3 separate regions of the Ovis aries genome follow, and regions 2 and 3 are each linked to region 1. Evidence: chromatin contacts called from public Hi-C data. All regions are on one chromosome and are shown on one strand. The core of a region is the stretch at or near the end of the contact, and the rest is flanking DNA. Distances in the headings are between cores, read along the strand shown.

What was found. A called contact is a pair of places that touch in the nucleus more often than the background predicts.
Region 2: a contact with region 1 is called in a Hi-C map of muscle, with 4 times the contacts expected there. The contact joins the enhancer-like site here to the promoter of CENPM in region 1. A contact is called at or near these places in 10 of 16 Hi-C or Micro-C datasets (blood, hypothalamus, liver and 4 more).
Region 3: a contact with region 1 is called in a Hi-C map of tail adipose tissue, with 4 times the contacts expected there. The contact joins the promoter of MEI1 here to the promoter of CENPM in region 1. A contact is called at or near these places in 8 of 16 Hi-C or Micro-C datasets (blood, liver, mixed tissues and 2 more).

What each region holds. Positions count from the first base shown.
Region 1 is chr3:218,783,273-218,787,790 of ARS-UI_Ramb_v3.0, reverse strand. It overlaps CENPM (centromere protein M), which reads left to right and starts at 1,803. Exons shown (of 6, transcript XM_004007022.6): 1 at 1,803-1,925; 2 at 2,390-2,469. The coding sequence starts at 1,869.
Region 2 is chr3:218,650,852-218,655,087 of ARS-UI_Ramb_v3.0, reverse strand. CCDC134 (coiled-coil domain containing 134) reads right to left here. Exons shown (of 8, transcript XR_006059491.2): 5 at 4,232-4,236; 6 at 3,890-3,961. Among named protein-coding and RNA genes, the nearest start is that of CCDC134, 6.8 kb to the right of the region's middle. Within about 2 kb of position 1,922, at least 14 of the 54 cell types and tissues checked have an H3K27ac peak or open chromatin away from gene starts, as enhancers often do. A contact at or near this core is called in hypothalamus and muscle, where this site is marked.
Region 3 is chr3:218,586,052-218,590,756 of ARS-UI_Ramb_v3.0, reverse strand. It overlaps MEI1 (meiotic double-stranded break formation protein 1), which reads right to left and starts at 1,962. Exons shown (of 30, transcript XM_060413599.1): 1 at 1,731-1,962. The coding sequence starts at 1,901.

The DNA of each region.
Region 1 (4,518 bases), core at 554-3,053:
ACAGGAGTGGGTAGCCTTTCCCTTCTTCAGGGGATCTTCCCAACCCAAGGATAGAACCCAGGTCTTCTGCATTGCAGGTGGATTTTTTACTAGTTGAGCCACAAGGAAAGCCCCTGGGAGCAGGTGTTAAAGAGAGAAAGACAGAAGATGAGGCTGGGGAGTCCGTCAAGGGTCAGAACACATAGAGCCTCAAAGGTCATGTAAGGCGTTTGCAATGTACTCTGAGTGAGAGGGGGACTACCAGTGGGTTTTGACCAGAAAAGTGGCCTGCTCTGATTTCTTATTCAAAAGGAAGACTCTGATTGCTGTATGAGACTAGCCAGCAGCCCTGGAGATCAGTGTGGACACAGGGAGCCTGTGAGAAGTCTACTACAGTAGACGCAATGAGAGATACCAGCATCTTCTCCTGACTGGGGGGTGCAAGTGGTGAGAAATGGTCAGCTTCTGGATGCATTTTAAGAACAGAACCAGAAATTGGCTGTGAGGTGCAGAGAAAAGGAGCTAAGAATGACCCAAGATTTTGTTCTGAGCAGCTACAAGGAATGAGTCAACTGAGCTGGAAGAGACAAATTTACCGTATTAAAAAAGAGAGACATCACTTGTCAGGAAAGGTTCCATATAGTCAAAGTTATGGTTTTTCCGGTAGTCATGTATGGATATGAGAGTTGGAACCATAAAAAAGGCTGAGTGCCGAAGAACCAATGCTTTCGACCATAGTGTTGGAGAAGACTCTTGAGAGTCCCTTGGACAGTAAGGAGATCAAACCTGTCAATCCTAAAGGAAATCAACCATGAATATTTATTGGAAAGACTGACGTTGAAACTGAAGCTCCAATACTTTGGCCACCTGATGTGAAGAGCTGCCTCATAGGAAAAGACTCTGACGCTGGGAAAGATTGAGGGCAAGAGGAGAAGGAGGCAGCAGAGGATGAGATGGTTGGATGGCATCACCAACTCAATGGACATGAGTTTGAGCAAGCTCCAAGAGACTGTGAAGGACAGGGAAGCCTGGCATGCTGCAGTCCATGGGGTCGCAAAGAGTTAAAAATGATTTAGTGACTAAACAGTCCTGAATATTCATTGGAAGGGCTGATGCTGAAGCTGAAACTCTAATACTTTGGCCATCTGATGCGAAGAACTGACTCATCTGAAAAGACCCTGATGCTGGGAAAGATTGAAGGCGGGAGAAAAAGGGGATGACAGAGAATGAGATGGTTGGATGGCATCACACAATGGACATGACTTTGAGTAAACTCCAGGAGTTAGTGATGGACAGGGAGGCCTGGCGTGCTGCAGTCCATGGGGTCACAAGGAGTTGGACACGACTGAGCGACTGAACTGAACTGACTGAGCGACTGAACAAGAGCACCTGGAATGACCATGAGTGAAGGAAAAATGAATAAACACATCACTGAATACAGTCTTTCTCCCAGTAGTGAAATAAAAGTCCTGTCTCGCAGGCAGCACCTTTGGTGCCTAGGGGCAGCCGTGGAAAACTTCCCCTGAGAAAGGACCTACTGTCTAGCACATGGAACTCAGCTCAATGTTATATGACAGCCTGGAGGGGAGCAGGGTTTGGGGGGGTGGGGCGGAACGGATACATGTGTTTCTATGGCTGAGTCCCTTCTCTGTTCACCTGAAACTATCACAACATGGTGTGTTAATCGGCTATCCCCCAATAAAAGATGAATTTTTTTAAAGGAAAAATGGTATTGTCTCCTTTAAGAAGGCCCTGTCTGGCCCCGCCCCACAGGAAGCCCCGCCCAGATAGTGTCACGTGTCCCGCGGTTACGCACTAGGGACGAGCCAGAGGGCTGTTTGAAAGCGCGGCGCGCACCCTGAGACCGGCAGTTCCGTCAGTCAGCGGGGATGTCGGTGTTACGGCCGCTGGACAGGCTGCCTGGCCTGAACACGGCCACCATCTTGGTAGGCGTCAGCAGCCCCGATTCCAGCGCCCGCCTTTCCTCCTGGGCCGCGCTTCAGCGGCCAGGCCCTCTGCGGCGTTCTGAGATTCTGGCCCGGGCTGCTCCGGCGGGAGCGTGGTGGGCGGGAGAGCCCCTTTCTGAACCAATCAGAGTTAGCTGGCCTCTTGACGCCGGGAGCCCGCGCGCAGGGTAGATGCAGGCGGTCCAAGACGCGGTTGTGGTTTTCCCCCTGTATCCGGGTCAGGCCTCCGGTAGAAACGAGGCTGTCTCAGGGAGGGTTCAGGGGCGAGGGGGGCGGGTAGTGAGGGGAACTGGAGCGGGTGCACACCTCAGACCCTCACCAATGCCTGCCGTAGTCCTCTCGGTAAAGAGGGCCTCGCGCGCTCCGGGGGTCGCGGCTGTCCGGGCCCAGCGGCGGGGCTGCTGTATCCAGGGATCCATTGGCCGCCTTCTCTCTCTGGGCAGCTGGTGGGCACGGAGGATGCTCTTCTGCAGCAACTGGCCGATTCGATGCTCAAGGCGGACTGCACCTCAGAGCTGAAGGTGTAAGTAGCCTGCGCTGGAGATGTCCGATCGCTGGCCTGGGCGCAGGGGAGAGCGGGGAGCGGGGTGGAGTGGATATGAGTGGAGCGGAAGGCCAGAGAGGCCGGCGCAGGCGGGGCGAGCTTGGACCCACCGCTCGGAGCCTCCGTCCTGACGCGCGATCTGTCCGTGTGAAGCGTCCTCCGTCACTTCTCTGTCACGCCAGCTTTTCTGTTTCCCTCTAGCACTTGTCACTCTAAAGAAATTTCCATATTATGCCACGTTGGCCAAAACCGATGTCCATCACTACAGTGGCAATAATATTGAATTGGGCACAGCATATGGAAAATACTAGAGGATGCACACTGGCTATCATTGATCCAGGTGATTCTGGTATTATTAGAAGCATGCCCGAGCAGACGGGTGAAAAGTAAACCATGTACAATTTTTCTGTAATAAAACTGGCCAGAGCTGGTTGTGGTTGTTGTTGTTTTTAATAAAAAAGAAATTTCCTTGTTCACGTGTTTGTTTACTTGTTTCCAGTCTGCCACCCCAAGGTTAGCCCCTTGAGGGCAGGGACTTTCACTTTTGCTGGCTGGTGAGGAAGCCCCACTGCCTTGAGCAGTACTCGGCCCAGAACAGTTAGTTACTCAGATATTCCCCAAATTTGGAGAAAAGGTGACTAAAGTATATTTTGCTTTCCTTTTTCTAACTGATAGGGAGTAGAAACAGCTGCTGGCAGGAGTCAGGTGACTGAATATGTGTGGGTGTCATTCTCCCCGATTGAAAGATAAGCTCCAAGGGTCTATGTTGAATGATCCAAATCTAAAGCATATTTCCTTTATGGGAATTGGAGATGCCTTTTCCTAGTGAGAACATCATCTTTCCCTCGAAATAAAGATTGTTTATAGGTCCATCTGTGCCCTACCTGTCTTACCAGGCTCTTAGGCTATAGAACACCAAACACTATCACTGATAAACTCAACCCTGATGCGACAGATCAAAAAAAAAAAAAAAAAAACTCAACCCTGTAGCTCAGAAATAGGAAAAGATTAAAAAAATAATTAGCATCAGAGTTAAAGGAAAATGTGGACAAAATTGCCTTCCTTGAGCAAGATGGCAATCATTACCAAAAAAGGAAATACTATTATCCTATTTTTAGATTCCATCTACTGTATTCTAGTGTCTGAATGTGTATACATTTGTACATGGAAAGATAGTTAGAAAAATGTTCTAACACTAATAGTAGTAATTTTTAGGTAACTGAACTTTTAGGAGTGTGTGTGTGTGTGTTTTAACTTTTGTTATATTTTGTATACTTTTTGGTAGTCTTGAATTAGAAGCTGAGGGGTAGAGGCAGATGAGTAATAGGAATAAATGGAAATGGGCTGAAGTAGAGGATTCCAAAAAAAAAGACAAAACGCTTCAGGTGGGTATTTGACAATCTGAGACCAAGTACTTACAAGAATGTTGAGGGTGACTTCGCAATGTCACACAGCTGATAGTTGACAGACTGGGATTTAAACCCACTTCTATCTCACTCCAAAGGGCTTCAGTCTTAACCCCTAAACTTCATGGTCTAACACCTTCCCCTCCCCTTCTGAGCCTGGCCTCCCTCCCAGCATTCAGGATAGATGGCTAGATGCCATCTTCTATCCCAAACCCCCTCTTGGCAAAGCAGTTACTAAACTTTCTGGCAGGGAGAGTAAAGCAGGGGAAATCTGAATAAGATCAGCTCTGCCCTGCCTCTGTGCTCACTTGAGGAGTCTTGCCCACAAAAGCTTCCTGTGGGGGCTTCCCTGGTGGTACAGTGGCTAAGGCTCCGTGCTCCCAATGCAGGGGGATCGGGTTTGATCCCTGGTCGGGGATTAGATCCCACAAGCCACAACTAAGAAAAAAAAAAATCCCTGCAGGTTGCAAAGATCCCGCTTAGAGCAACAAAGATTGAAGAGTCTGTGTGGCACAACTAAGACTTGGCACAGCCAGGTAAATAAATATTTTGAACACACACAGAAGCTTCAGGTGAATAGGGGAGGAGCTTTTGACAGCCTCTTCCCCTACCAAGGGTAGCG
Region 2 (4,236 bases), core at 673-3,172, 130 kb after region 1:
TCCTGTGGGAGAGGCATTCATTTCATGATCTGTAGGGCAAGGAGAGCCAGCATCGCAGCAGGAAAACAGCTCCATGAGAGCCCACGCTGGGAAAGGCAACCTGCCACGGCCTGGAGCCTGCCTGTGTGTCCCTGCTGGGTACACCAACAATCAGCCCTGCTGCTCTTGTCCAGGCTGTTTATCAGGGCTGTGGCGGCAGCAAGCCGCCGTGCAGGGTGTGTCATCTTGGTTTCACATGAAGGGGAGGCAGCTATGCTGGCGTGAAAAACCAAAATGCCCACTCCGTCACCTGAAGCAAAGCCACTAGTTGAACAGGGACCTTGAGTCAGAGGTTCCTCTACTCAGGAACTCCACTGATTTGTTCATCTGAATGAAGCGCTAATGGTGCTCTTAATCAAGCTGGCCTGACTGCTCTCCTTTGGAGGGCCTTCGTCGAAGGCCAGCCTTTGGTTGGCATCTCGGAACTCGGCCCTTGGCTGGTGTCTGGGAACCAGGATTCTGGGAGGGATTTCCATTACCCTGACTGATAAGAGTGGCGCCCTGCGCCTAAACCGTACAAAAGTGTTGTTTATGCCACAAACACGTGCTTCCCTTCTGGAGTGTGGAATTTTGGTATGTGTTAGGCAGAGGGTGCCTACGTGACCGGTCCCTGGTAAAAACTCTGGGTGCTGCCTCCTTAACGGGCTCTCCTAACAGACGGCTTCTCACACGTTTTCATAACCTGTGGCTGGGGGAATAAAGTGTGCCCCGTGTGACTCCACTGGGAGAGACACATCGAAGCTTGTGTCCAGGTTCTCTTAGACTTCACCCCAGGAGCCTTTTTACCTTTTTTACTGCTGATTTTACTGTGGATCTCTTGCACTGTAATAAATCAGAGCCTTGAGGACAACGACACACAGGAGTATTAACCAGTGACTCACAGGACTCAGTCCTCCCAGCAAATTACCAACCTGGGGGTGGGTTTCTATGGGCGGCAGCAGCCATCCAGCTCCAGGGATGACGCTGGGAGACCAACTGTCATAAAGTCCAGTAAGACAACAACCTGAATTAAAAGCCGTGACTCTTGCCTAGATGGTATTTCTAGCGGCCAGGCATGCTGTATTCTTACTGACTGTTGTCAGCGTCCTAGCCATCTGGTCTGGCAGATAAGCAGGCTGAAAACTGGCAGGTCACACACGGCTATCCCTCTCGGGGGCCATGACCTGTGGAAACAAACCATGGTTGACAACGGGACAGTCTGGGTCACTCGTTTAGATGCCCACAGCCAATTCCCTGATGAGACTGATCAGAATCAAACTGCCGATCGAGCTGACACCGCCCGGTTGACGGCACTGCCACCTATACGTGTCACTGTACTAGATATGGCGGTACACCCACCACCACAGACTGACATGAAGCAGAGGACTCTGAAGCTCTGATTCGACCACCTAGAGACCCTGGATGGAACAGTATGGCCCAAGATCATCAGAATAATGACCACCTGGGGGACTTCCCTGGCAATCCAGTGGTTAAGAGTCCATACTGCTACTGCAGCAGGCATGGGATCGATCTCTGGTCAGGGAACAAAGATCTCACATGCTACACAGCACAGCCCCCTCTTTCCAAAAAAATAATAATGACCACTTGGCTAAGCACAGTCCTTGCCAAGTCCCCTTGTAGTGGCCCATGTGGGCCAAGATGGGAAATAGGTGTCTGTGAAAATTTTGCAAAAAATGCTCTTGTCCCACTCACTTCTAACCCTTTCAGACAAAAAGTCTAAGTGAAAGTACGGAATAACTGGAGAAAAGTGAAATTATAGGTCCTGGGATGTGACATGTTGATTTTGCAGCAATATTCTAGGGAGGGACTGCCTTAGCCCCCAGGAGGCATGTGGAACAATTAATTCTCTTTGTCCCTTACAGCCAGCACTGCTGCCTGGCCAAACAATCCTAGGGTTCGTGCAAGCCAAGTGGCAGCTGCAGTTGAGTCAGACCAACTGTCCAGGGTGTCATTCTCAACCACGTGACAGGAAAATTCACATAGACGAGGTCACTGCTGAACTATTTGGTTCTGCCTGCTGCCATCAAAGGCAGCTCCCGAAGTAACCCTGCGCAGACACACAGACCAGTACAACCTTGTTTCAGTCCAACCTTGGTATGGATCCTTCCACCTGTCCTGATCCTTGATCGACCTTGGGTTATACCACACAGGGCAACTGAGGCAGCTGAACAACTCCATGATAACACTGCCCCCATTGTTTAGCTCAAACAATGCAATGGTGACCCAAATCAAGTGGGAGACAGTGGATCATGGAATGCCTCCCCACTGCGTTATGAAGATGGCTTTGGGTCTACCTACTGGCCCCAGTATGAGGCTTCCCCGATGGCTCAGTGGTAAAGAATCTGCCTGCAGTGCAGGAGACTCAGGAGATACAGGTTCGATCCCTGAGTTGGAAAGATCCCCTGGAGAAGGAAATGGCAACCCACTCGGTATTCCTGCCTGGAAAATCCTATGCTCAGAGGAGCCTGGCATGCTACCGTCTGTGGGGTCACACAGAGCCAGACACAACTGAGCAACTGAACACACACACAGACTGGCCCTGGTAGCCACTAGCAATGACACTGAATATCAGCAGCTCAGTCTGAACTCTTGTGTGGGTGGTAAGAGGTAATAGATTGGTCTCATATGACATCCTAATTTTCTAATATAAGTTCTACTGATCCCCCAGGACTTATCAGAGCTGGTTGAGTTCAGGACCCTGGAGCTTATGGTTAAGATCGACACTGCACGTGGCCTCATCTTGCTAGTTACAGTCCGACTGGTAGCAGCCTGAGATGAACTAAACAAACGTGGTCCTAGTCTCTACTGATCAGACTATGATGTGGAATAAGGCATTCATGTAGAAATGATAGTTAAGCCAAGACACACAGGGCTGGTGGATGGACTGGTGTGTGTGGTGGTGGTGGGAGTGTGTATGGAATCCTCTCTATGGCCCTGAGCGTCCCTGCATTCTTGTTGGGTACACCTGACCCCTCTGTACCTGAGCTATTTCTCAGGTCGTGCTTACAAAAAGTTACCTTGAAGGATGAGGTAATGTCTGCCTACAAACAAAGACCACGTTTGCTTCTGTTTCACTACAAAGGTGGTGGATTTCCCAAGCTTGGTGTTTCTCAACTTGATACAAACCCACTGGCATCTGTCTGGACCCCTCTGCTTCACCTCTCTCCACCAACCAAGACTTGGGAAATAAGGCAAACCCGCATGACCAGGTTGACAGCAACTGCTTTCGCTGTAATGAACTCTGATGTCTCTAACCTGTCAGCATCCATGAAACAGTAGCAAAATCCTAGACCTTCAGCGGTAACCCCCCGACACTTGGGGAGAGCTTGTCTTTTGCGGAGGCCAGTCCTCCAGCCCTTCCTGCCCAGCCACTCTGACCCCACCCTCCCCTCTGCTGTCTGTCCTGCTCCCTCTGCGGCCTCCAGCCCTCAGAGCCCACTTCAGCTCTAGGATGAGAACACGTGCAGAAATGTGGGACAGAAAGCTGGCTGGGTGCTCAGAGGCTCAAGGGCAGAGAAGCAGCACCTGACCTCCCATGGCTTCCCTACCATTCACCTGGCATGAACAGTGCCTACTGTGCCCTGGGATGGATGTCTTCATAGCCCCTCACTACCCCCATAGCTGAGGTTCACCTCGCATGGACAGAGAGGAAGCTGAGACTAAGACAGGGCCAGCAGCTTGCCCAAAGGTACCAGTGAGTGAGAGGTAGGTTAGACCCAGACCCCGGCACTTCTGGCTCCAAGTCCAAAGCCCTCACACTCTACTCTAGGTGCTGCAGGTCCTGCTGGCCCTGGCCTCCCAGGGTCCTGCAGACACAGTGCAGACAGGGCCACAGGCCCCAGCAGCTCACCTCTGTGCGGTCTACTTTAAATGGGTTCTGGAAGTCAGAGTGTTTCTCGCTGATCCCCAGCTCCTGGGCCATCTGCGGATGAGGAAAAGCTAGTCATCGTCTGCCTTCTCCCGCATCTTGCTCACCCGCAGGCCATTCCCTCCAAGGCTGGGACGGATGTGGGCCAGGTGACGACCCCCAGGCACCAAGATCAATACAGAAGCCCTTGAAATGGCACCTCAAAGTGGCCCGGAGGCTTATCAGAGAAAATGCAACCAAGGGTTGACATTCAAGCCCCACTGAAGGAGGCTCATGGTGCAACCACATAGCGGGCTCCTGGACCTCCTCCGCCCCAGTCCTTACCAGGC
Region 3 (4,705 bases), core at 713-3,212, 200 kb after region 1:
TGTACAAGTCTCTCGTTCTTGAACTTCACCAGTTCCTCCCACATGATTCATTAAGCTAGTGACCTCAATGAGTTATTCAAAAAATTTCAATGACATTCCTTCACCCGCTAGATCCAAGCCTTAGCCTGGATTCAAACTCTTCCAGGAACTGATCTCAACTGTGGCTCTCCAATATTACCTCCCTCAGCTCCCTTCAGACACATTCTAATGACCTCCCCAAACTCATCCTTGCTAATCCCACCTCCTGGAAAAAGCTCCCCCATTTCCTCTGGCCCAAATATCACCCATCTTTTCAAGTGTAATTCAAATGCTTCCTCCTCTTAAAAAAAAACTTCCTTAATTTCACTCCTTATCCCACCAAACAGCACTTACCATAAACATGTCCAGCTTCTAAATTCCCAGAAATGTGTTCTTATTTTCTCCCATACCTCACTATCTTATTCATCTCTGTATCTCTCACTCTCCAAGAATGGCAGTCTCAGAACTTTAGCCTCAGTGATATTACAGATGTTATCAGCTAGTCCAGCGGTTCTCAGAGTATAGTCTTTGGACCCAGAGTATGCCCAAAATCCTTTCATAGGATCCACAAGAAGAAAATTATTTCCATATAATACTAAGATGCTATTTGACTTTTTCAGTTATTCTACTGAGTTTACAGCAGAGTTTTTCCAAGGAGATATGTCACAACAGATAAAACGCAGAAATCCAGCCGTCCTCTATTAAATCAGATGTTAACAAAATTTGCAAAAATGTGAAACAGACATTCCTTCCATTATCTGCTGTTTTGAAAGTATTTTCATTTTGAAAATCATGTATGCCACAGAACTGTACATTTAAAAGAGTCAAAATGGTAAATGGGATGTTACCTATTTTTTGGGCAAAATAAAAAGAATTGCATTAATATGTAATGGATTTACTATTATTTTTAAATGAGTATCTTAAACTTTGTTACTTTCAACACAGTAAATAAACAAAAGCTCTGTGGGGTCCTCAACACTTTTAAAAAGTGGAACGGTATCCCCAGAGCAAAACCTTGAGGACCGCTGATCTAGCTGATTCCCCACCCACCCCATGGTAAGAATTCCCCTCCTGAGAATCTGAAAAACAAGTTATCTCCCGAACTCTACTTGGAGGCGTCCATGGACAAAAAACTCACAGGACAAGTGGGCAGACATTGAGGGAGCGGGAATGTCACGCTCCAGCCGGCTCTGCCTCTCAGAAGGTCTTCCCCTCACCCCACTCCCGCCTGCCCATAACATCCATTCCTGCTGCCACAGAGCCCAAGGCGCCCCCGCCTCACATTTCCCTCAGAGCGGAAGGGAATAAGGCCCTGCGGTGTGTGCGCCCGGCCCACAGGCTGCGCTGGAGGGAGCCTGAGCGAAGGCTGGACCCTGGAGAAGGGGAGGGTCAGCAAAGGGCGGACGGCTGAGAGGAAGGCAGAAGGAACGCTGGGAACGCGTGCCAATGAGTCTTGGAGGGCCCCGAGAGCCCTGGATTTAGTGCGGAGAGCGTAGGCCCACACGAGGCGCAGAGCCAAGGTCAGGGCCTCGTTATGAAAGAGGCTGCGGGGCGGCCTGCGGGGTAGGGTGAGGGGCGGGCCTGGGTAGGAGCCAAATTTAACCAGGCCGGGGCCCGGCTTAGTTTCCCCGGAGGTGAGTCAGGTTCAAGCGACCTGCTCCGTTGAGGGGAGGGCCTAGTTGGTGAGGGAAATGCTGGGACCCAGTTCGCACCGACACGCCGGGCTCCGGCAGCAGCTCCAGCGCGCAGGCCAGGCAGCAGCGTGGGGACACGGGCAGCAGCCAGCGCGACTCGTGCCGGTAATGGGCGCTCTCGAAGAGCAGCGCCGCCTCTTCGTCCCTGCCGGGCCCGGGGAGGCCTGCCGCCGCCTCCCTCACAGCCATCCCTCGACCGGCGTTCCACCGCGACAGCACTGTTCCCGCCTAGTTTATGCGCAAGCGCACTGGGCAGAGCTCGGCGCAGGCGCAAGAGGAGGGTAACGCGCCTGCGTAAACCGAGTACCTGGCAATTCGGGCGAGCAGCGGCACCTAAAGGCGGGTGAAGGGACTCAGGACTCGTCTTGTACGTCTAGGCTCAAAGCTGTTTGCTCTTATCAGTTCTGTTCAGTTCAGTCACTCAGTCGTGTCCGACTCTCTGCGACCCTATGGACTTCAGCACGCCAAGCCTCCCTGTCTATCACCAACTCCTGGACTTAAACTCATGTCCATCAATTCGGTGATGATGCCATCCAACCATCTCATCCTCTGTCGTCCCCTTCTCCTCCTGCCTTCAATCTTTCCCAGCATCAGGGTCTTTTCAAATGACTCAGTTCTTCACATCAGGTGGCCAAAGTATTGGAGTTTCAGCTTCAGCATCAGTCCTTCCAATGAATATTCAGGACTGATTTCCTTTAGGATGAACTGGTTGGATCTCCTTGCAGTCCAAGGCACTCTCAAGAGTCTTCTCCAACACCACAGTTCAAAAGCATCAATTCTTTGGCACTCAGATTTCTTTATACTCCAACTCTCACATCCATACATGACGACTGGAAAAACCATAGCTTTGACTAGACAGACCTTTGTTGGCAAAGTAACAGAGGAAAACAATAGAATGAGAAAGTCTAGAGATATCTTCAAGAAAATAAGAGATACCAAGGGGACATTTCATGCAAAGATGGGCTCGATAAAGGACAGAAATGGTATGGACCTAACAGAAGCAGAAGATATTAAGAAGAGGTGGCAAGAATACACAGAACTATACAAAAAAGATCTTCATGACCTAGATAATCACAATGGTGTGATCACCAACCTAGAGCCAGACATCCTGGAATGCGAAGTCAAGTGGGCCTTAGGAAGCATCACTACGAACAAAACTGGTGGATGTGATGGAATTCCAGTTGAGCTATTTCAAATCCTAAAAGATGATGTTTGCTCCTGTAACTTGCAGGAATTCGGCTTCACCACGCCGAAGGTTGAAAAGCATTTATAAAGGCGCTGTTATTAGCCTTGAAAAACAAAGGAAAGGAAACAATCTATTTGTGCTATTAAAAAATTAAATGATCTCGGTGATTTTTATCAAAAACTGTCAGCACTATCATTTTAAATTTACGTGACACTTTTCTCTCAGACAATCTAAGGTGATGCCTTTCTCTCAGAGATTCTAAGGTGATCCCCTTAAAATATCCTCTCACAGAGAGCTACACAGTACTTGCAATTTTGTGAGCCCAGAAGGAATCCTGAAGAAGAAAAATTGGTTTATTAAATATATTAAGCAAATCGGTCAATCTACAAGAATTTAATTAGCACCAAAATGCCCAGCAAGCTGTTAGCATTGGAGGGGATAAGTCAAGGTCATCTTGCTAAACTGTGCCTGGATTCCTGACTCACAGAAGCTATGAGTTAACAAATGCTTCTGTGGACTTCCCTGGTGGTCCAGTGGTTAAGACTCTCGGCTTCCAATGAAGGGGCATGGGTTCGATCCCTGCTTGGAGAACTAAGATCCTGTGTGCTGCATGGTGTGGCAAAAAAAAAAAAAAAATGTTTAATGTTGCTTTAAGCTGCTAAGTATTGGGGTATATTAGTTTTTTATGGCTACTCTAACAAATTACCACAAACTTGGTGGTTTGAAGCAACAGAAATTTATTCTCTCAGTTCTGGAGGCCATAAGTCAGGAGGACTACACAGTGCATGCTCAGTTATGTCCAACTTTTTGTGACCCTGTGGCCGTAGGCCACCAGGCTCCTCTGTCCATAGGATTCTCCAGACAAGAATACTGGAGTGGAGTGCCATTTCCTCCTCCAGGGAATCTTCCTGATCCAGGGATCGAATGCACATCTCTTATATCTCCTGCATTGCAGGTGGGGTCTTTACCACAGGCATCACCTGGGAAGCCCTAGGCACTAGCAGGCAAACAGTTCCTTGTTGTTTCCAGCTTCTAATGACTTGAGAACCAGTATTTGAGTGCCGGCGACGGAATGAAACACCAACACTGCAGATTGAGCAATAACTCCAGTAGGAGAATAGGGAGTATGGAACACTATAAAATATATAGGTTGATCCTGTTGTAGATAAGTAAGAAACCCTTTATTCAACCGTTGCTCTACAAAGTGTAATTCCTCTTTTGCTTGAGAAGTAAGAGATCGAGGACTGTTAAGAGCAGTATCACCCTCTAAAGTAGAAAATAAATGACGCAATTGATGTGTAGGAATCCCTAACATGGGACGTAACCAGTTAATATCACCCAAAAGCTTCTGAAAATCATTAAGAGTTTTCAAATTATCTTGTCTAATTTGGACTTTTTGAGGTTTTATTCTTTGTCGTTTTAAAATAGCACCTAAATATGAAATAGGAAATTTAGTTTGAATTTTTTCAGGAGCAATTTGAAGGTTAAAATCACTTAAAGCTTTCTTTACATGAATAAAAAATGTATCTCGTTCCTCTTTACTATGAGCTGCCAATAGAAGATCATCCATATAATGACAGAGAAGACAATTAGAAAATTGTTGTCTCACAGTAATAAGAGCACGATTAACAAACCCCTGACAAAGTGTAGGGCTATTAATCATTCCTTGAGGCAACACTGTCCATTGATAACGTTTTACGGGCTGCCCATGATTATACACTGGAATAGTAAAAGCAAATTTATTTCTATCTTTTATTTGCCAAGGAATATTAAAAAAAAATCCTTTAAATCTAAAACCATGAAAGAC